Regions from separate parts of the Zea mays genome. Here region 1 is linked to region 2. A link is a contact called in public Hi-C data. All regions are on one chromosome and are shown on one strand. The core of a region is the stretch at or near the end of the contact, and the rest is flanking DNA. Distances in the headings are between cores, read along the strand shown. Region 1 holds the start of LOC100281720. Region 2 holds the start of LOC100281023 (Grx_I1 - glutaredoxin subgroup III).

Evidence for each region. Hi-C and Micro-C count contacts between places; a contact is called where the count stands out from the background.
Region 1: a Hi-C map of bundle sheath shows a contact between it and region 2, with 5 times the contacts expected there. The contact joins the promoter of LOC100281720 here to the promoter of LOC100281023 in region 2. A contact is called at or near these places in 2 of 25 Hi-C or Micro-C datasets (bundle sheath and tassel).

What each region holds. Positions count from the first base shown.
Region 1 is chr8:71,464,567-71,468,062 of Zm-B73-REFERENCE-NAM-5.0, reverse strand. LOC100281720 reads right to left here and starts at 1,592. Exons shown (of 6, transcript NM_001154640.2): 1 at 1,476-1,592.
Region 2 is chr8:71,020,202-71,023,892 of Zm-B73-REFERENCE-NAM-5.0, reverse strand. It overlaps LOC100281023 (Grx_I1 - glutaredoxin subgroup III), which reads right to left and starts at 1,717. Exons shown (of 1, transcript NM_001153942.3): 1 at 882-1,717. The coding sequence starts at 1,618. The coding sequence ends at 1,157. It also overlaps the pseudogene LOC103636996.

The DNA of each region.
Region 1 (3,496 bases), core at 343-2,842, 440 kb before region 2:
CGGCCTAATGACCATGTGTGCGCAAGTGACAACCATGTGGTTCAGATTGAGCCATAGAAATTAGAATAGTGGCACACCAGTTTGTCCACTTCTCTTATTCATCATAACCCTAGAGAGCCTCACAGTGGTTGTTGAGCTCTCGTGTTCCATCCATCTGTGCAATTACACACATTTTCCTCTTTAAAAATACCTTTCGATCCTACTATGTGGCATCGGTGTGGTTTGCATTTAAATGGCAACATTGATTTAATATAAATGCAGGATTCCAAATCGAGTTCTACTACGGTAGAATGAGGCAAGATATAAGAATATAATCCAAACCCGACCAGCAAGCCGCAAATCTGAAACTCTAGAAGCACCCATGGTCTGGATCACTCGGTTTGAAACATATACTTTAAATTTAAAGTACACTCGGTGCATCTAGAATTCAAATTTTAAAAAAGTACATGTTTAAAAATTATGACAATTGAGATCCCATGGTTGGGAATAAATAAATAGATTAGTACCCATTTTAGTAATAATTTGTCTTATCTAAAATATTTGCTGTTGCTTTCCTTATTTAAAAAGATTAGATGCTTTGTAGAAAAACCATTTCCCCTCTCTTGAGTCTTGACCCTAAAAAAGCCCAACCAGAAACTACCAACATCCACAATGCTAGCAGTTGAATTAGTGAATAACGGGAAAAAAAAGAGAGAATTTAAAAACCAAAACAAAGAACGTACTGTAACTAAACTCTTCAGACCAAAACCAAAGTTCAGACTTAACAATTTAAAGTCCAACCTATTCCCTGGTCGATAGAAACAAGTCTGTTTGCTAATCAGAAATGAGCATGGCAACAGACTGTCACATCTATCTCCTCACCACAATCAACCAAGTGTCTCTCGTTACCAAGCAAAATTTTCCGCACCTACGTAGAAGCTTATAGGGTCTCAATCTGTACAGCCATCCCAAATGAAAAGGAATAACATACTACGCCGCACGAATTTCAAACCATTTACGTCCACGACCCACCGCAAGTCCAATTCCGCCGCTCCATCACCGAAAATGTTGACTCCAAGCTCACGGCCCACATTCCGAGTTCTGAAATTAGGTTAGCTGCATCAACCGACGGAAGCACTCCGCTGCAGTACAGAATCCTTCGTCGGGCGAAAAAAAAAAGAGAAAAAAAAACCGCCCCCGTCTTCTAGTAGCTTCCGGGCTCCGGCGACCGGCGCGGCTTGCGGCAGGAATGCTCCCCAGCCCCAACCAAACGCGCTCAAACGCATAGTATAATAATACCCAGCCCCAGCCCCTCACAGCCGGCCGAACGTCCAATCGCGGCTCTCGGGGACCCGATTCCTTCCCGGCCCGCCGCGTGAGCGCAGACACGGTCACACGGGCCACGGGCGGGAGCACAGCGAGCTCACCCGCCGCCCATACAATTCGACGAGGAAGGGGGAGGGGGACGAGCTGCGAGAGGATTCAGGAAGCATCACCTCCGGACGGGTCCGCGACGCGATCGGCGCGGGAGCTGTAGGAATCCGCTGGTGGGTGGCGAGAGAAGCCTCCCGCTCGAGCGTGACCGGTGGTGACGAGGTCGGGGCCGGGGGGACGGAACGGAATCGGTTGGTGGAGGCGGTGGTATCCGGTGGGGGCTGGAGCTCGATCGGAAATTCGGAAGCGGACGACGATACGGGTGGGTCCTGTATTTATAAGCACGATGAGCTTTTCGGGGACGGACAGGGTGGGGGAGAAAGACCAAGAGGAGGGTGTCTCTCGCTTTTTTTATAATGTTTTTTCAGACAAAAAGGATGCCGGATGTGGATTCGGGTGCGGTGATTCTCACGTTTTTTCCGGCTTCTGAACCGGGCTCGAACAGCGCGTCTCGGGCTGTGCTTATCTGTTCGTCTCTATTCCTGCGTCAGAACTCGAAAGATATCCTCCAGCTAATCTCTGTGTGGTGTGTGCTCATCGGGCCAGTGCCACGTTGGTTCCTAACCCCATTCAGACGAGCAGGGTGAAAATAGTATGGATACGAACGTATATTAAGTGCTAGTTCGAGAACCTCAATTTCTGGAGTGATTCCTATTTTTCTATGTGAAAATAAACTATTTTTTCTTGAGAAAATAGAAAATTCTTGAAAAATTGGGATTTCTAAACTAGCCCTAAATTAATTATTTTTAGTCAAATTTAGGATTAATTATAGACAGCAAAAAAGAAACGGGTCAGCTACACAACGAGTTCAAGTAGTATTTGGACAGATAGAAAACAGATATTATATATAACGTATATGATCCAAAACACTTAAATAAATTAATATAATTAAATTTAGACACATTATAAGCATAGGACATGTTATAAATTTGTCGGGTATCGTAATTAGGGGTACCCCTAACACTCCTAATTACGGCTGGTAACCACCATCAGCACAAACCGTAAAGACTGATGGGCGTGGTTCAGGTCAAGGCCTCGTCTACCAAGGGACACAATCTCGCCTCGCCCGATCCCGGCCTCGGGTGGGAACAGTAGTCCCGGACGAACTCACGCCTCGCCCGAGGGCCTCCTCAGGCGGTGGGCGCACCCTCGACTCGCCCGAAGCCTAGCTCGGGCAGGCTTCGTTGTGAAGCAACCTTGACCAAATCGCCTCGCCAACCGACCGTATCGCAGGCGCATTCAATACGAAGATCGCCTGACACCTTATCCTGACACGCGTGCCTCAGTCGGCAAGGTCAAAGTGACCGCAGTCACTTCGCCCTTTCACTGACCGACCTGACAGGAAAACAGCGCCGCTCGCCCCGCTCCGACTGCTGTGCCACCCACTAGGGTGAGACTGACAACAGTCAAGTTCAGCCTCGGGTGCAACAGGAAGCTCCGCCTCGCCCGACCTTAGGCCTCGGCCTCGGGAGAAGGTCTCCGCCTCGCCCGACCCCGGGGCTCGGCCTCAGCCTCGGCCTCGGGAGGAATTGTGTCCTCGCCCGACCCCGACCTTGACCTCAGGAGAAGTCTCCGTCTCGCCCGACCTTGGGCTAGGACTGACCGCGCCACAGGGGATACATCATTACCCTACCCCTAGCTAGCTCAGGCTACGAGGAAACAAGACCGGTGTCCCATCTGGCTCGCCCCGGTAACAGGTAATGATGGTTCCCCGCATGCGTCCATGACGTCGGTGGTTCTCAGCCCCCTACGGAAGCAAGGAGACGTCAGCAGGATCCCAGCATCATCGACAACTGTGCTTCTACAGGGTTCAGGCACTTCTCTGACGGCCACGTTATCGCGTACACAGGGCTCTAGCACCTCTCCGGCGGCCACGTTGGCATGTACACAGGGCTCAGGCACCTCTCTGCCAGACACGTTAGCGCATAGCTACATCCCCATTGTACACCTGGACCCTCTCCTTGCATCTATAAAAGGGAGGTCCAGGGCCTTGATGCGGGAGGGTCGCGCGGGGGAACGAGCTAACGAACAGGCTCACTCTCTCCCTCTCTCTCGCGACGCTTGTAACCCCTACTACGAGCAC
Region 2 (3,691 bases), core at 468-2,967:
CGGCTGCCCCAAGATCGACTTCAAGGCCGGCGTGGACCACTTCTGCCTCCACCCTGGCGGGACGGTGGTGATCGAGGCGATGAGGAAGAGCCTGGGGCTCACCGCCCACGACGTGGAGCCATCCGGGATGACGCTTCACCGGTGGGGGAACACGTCCGCGAGCAGCCTCTGGTACATGCTCTCCTACATGGAGGCGAAGTGGAGGCTCAAGCGCGGGGACAGGATGCTCATGGTCACCTTCGGCTCCAGCTTCAAGTGCAACAGCTGCTACTGGGAGGTGACCAGGGACCTCGCCGACGCCGGCGCGTGGGAGGACTGCATCGACCAGTACCCGCCGGAGACGCTCGTCAACCCCTACATGGATAAGAGAGACGAGGAAGACGACGGCCAGGGAAGGGAGAATGGAAGACGCTCGAAGACGGCGGCCAGAGAAGTAACAGAGCGAACGGAGCGAGGGCACGACGGGCACACGAAAAATGCTAATGACCATCAATGCAGCGCGATGCCATTTTTTAAAACGGTCGAGATTATAATGCCACGGATTCAATTATGACGATCGCGGTGCCAATAATCTGAAGCCCGCCGAAGGAAGTGCCATGGTTGCAAAATTCTCGGCGCTGTGTCGGTAAATCATTTCTAGATTAGGAAACTTAAACGGAATTTAATATGTGATCATGTCGAGCTGACGCGCGTACATCACGGGAGTGATGATCACACGACATATCCGCACGTCCTTGTCGAACACCTGTGCTATTTTTTTCTGTGCAAAAAGAAAAGGTTTGTGTGGAGGAAAATCCCAATCCAGTCGGCAGCCGATGACCTGTACCGTTCATGAGTTGTACTGACTGCTGTGCAATTATGACACGTCCAGGACTCAAAGCTCAGGTAATTTCAGCACTCTTTCATATTCACATGACGGGAAACCAAGATAAATATATACTGTAAATCGCTTAACACACGTACTCCATTGTTCTAACTACCTAATATTCTGTTTCTACCGAAAGAGTTAAAAGTCCTATATGCATGCCTATCTGGTCTATTTAATAGAGTAAAAATAACAAGTTAAAAATAACATGGACAAGGGGAGCTGACGACGATGGAGAGGCCAAGGAAGGATGGACGGGGGAGCGAGACTACGAACGCCTTGGTCCTCTCATCAGAGCCACAGCGCGCCGGCGTCCTTGAGTATGGGCACGAGGTCGCCGGAGATGTGCACGGCCATGAGCCGGTCGAGGCCGCCGAGGAGCCTGCCCCCGACGAACACGGCCGGGAGGGCAACGTCGCCGCCGCCGTCGACGACCCCGGCAATAAGCTTCGCCTCGGCGCCGTCGGCGACCTCGTGCACGGCGGGGTTGACCCCGAGACCCTGCAGCAGCCGCTTCACCACGTGGCTGAGGCAGCACCCGCGCTTCCCCACCACGAGCACGGGGCACTCCGCCACCGCCCGTCGCACCTCCTCCCCCCTCGCCGCCGCCTCCGCCCCCGCCGACGGCTGCTGCTGCTGTGCAGCCGCGAGCAGCCTCTCCTCCTCCGCCACCGCCGCCGCGGCCTCGACGCCCATCGCCGGCGCGGGCCGCGGCCACGGCCGGCCGGCGCTGTACGGGATGGCCTGGTACATTACTCCCTCTTCCTCTCCTTCCTGGGGCGCGCGCGAGTTTTTACACGGCGTCCTTGTTCTCGTTTCGGTTGGGAGTTGCGATTTGTGGCGTCGTGTGATGGGCAGCAGGAGGAGTAGCAGCCTGATATATAAAGGGCGGTGAGGTCAGCGACGGACGGGGATGCCGTCATAGTGTGTGTGAGATAGGCCGAGAGGACGACGGCGACCGCAGGGTTCGCGCCAACCGCGCCGCGGTGGCGTGGCGTGGCGTCAGCCGCGGTTGAGGTGGTTCGGTGGGCCCGACACGCCCCCGGGCCTCTGGTCGGGACGGCCGGTCCGTGACGGCAGCACGTGGAGAGTCTGATGACTAGGCCAGGCGCGGCCAACGCGCAGCGCGTGGGAGGTGGTGACGTGGTTGGTGACGAAGCTGCGCCCACGCCGTGGGGTCCCGTGACGGCGGCCGCCGGCAACGGCGGAGTCGTGGAAGCTTTGGAGTGGTAGCTTTGGAGTTGTATCAGCAGTGCTGTGACTCGTAAGGATAAGGACAAGTATATAAATAGTGCTATGAACCGCCGTATGACTTTTAAAAGTTGATATTCGGCATTTGAAAATCTCGAACTTCGAAATTGTAATCTAAGGAAAAAAGATGAAATTTAGAGACATATGGATAATTGATTTTGTTCAATTCTTTCTAAAATATTTTGTCTAACCCTTTTTACTATAATATAAATTATAGATGACCAATTAAGTCGTGCTAAATGAGCTGACACTAAGCACGACACGACTCGTGATACTTCAGTACGGCACAGACACGATTCATATATCGTGTGTTTGGTTACGCGCATATGCGGCATGCGTTGACCAGGTTGTTGCGCGTGTTTGTTTGCCCGTATGCAGGTGGCCAGACCTGCATGTACAGGTGCAGTCACGTCTTCGCGGGAAGCTTTTGTCCTGCATCCGCCGATACACGTGAAACCTCTGTATCTGCGGGAGCAGGCTCGCGTGAGGCCGGTTGCACACACGCAGGTATCAATCAGGTAGATAGTGTCAATGTCGATACGACACTTGTCTAATGTCGTGCTTAGGCCACCACCCAGCACAATTAAGTGGCCCGCTCAATTAGGCACAACATAAAAACTCGACTTACGAGGGGTAAGACAGTTATTAAGAAGAAGACCTTTTCATACAGGTCGAGAAAAACCCCCGAACCCATACCCACACATACATATCGACACCGAAGTCCATGTGAGAACGACCGCGACTGGGACCGGGCCTTAGACCTGTGTTTTAACGTAGGATAGACAAGTGGATTTTTTAACCACAACTTGAAATTCGCTCCTACGGAAAGTCGAACCCGAACCTAAGGAGTTCTACTCTAATCACCTAATCTACTCAACTAGAGGTCCTTTCGCATTAGGCACGACTTAAAACCAACCGGTGATATACAGATGTGATTGTGATGTGCACATGTGATTTGTAAATTGTAATTTATTATGTTTTTAAACATAATAAATTCACTTTATAATAGTATAAATATTCAAGTTTTAAAATTATATATATATAGTCTTAAAGATCTTCTATATTTTTTGAGCTCTTAAAGTGGAATAGACATGGATATTGTTAAGTATTAGTGTCGTATAGTGCCGAAATGACACGATTAGACATCAAGTGTAGTACCTGGGTCGCTGATTAGCCACGCCACAGCACGACACGATGCATTAAGCTTCTCGAAGAAAGGACGAATCATCTGCAAACTAATGCTCAAATGACGCATGCATACGAAAATTTGGACTTACGTAAAACTAATGCTCAAATGATGACCTGGGCTGGTGGCGAGATTGAGATCAGCGCCTGGGCCACCAGGCAGACTTTTTCCCTCGCAAAATGATGGCGTAAATATTCCTGCGTTTTTTTTCTAAACAAAAGAGACAGTTATTTTAGGATAGCAAATGGACTTACGTAAAACATCATCGGTATTTGCTCTAGATAAATAAGGTTATTATAAGAACAGGATGTGCTTATCATTACTACAAACATTCGGTATTATGTTAAAATTTAATTAATTGGTGTATTTCTTCAAAAAAAAAGAGAGAT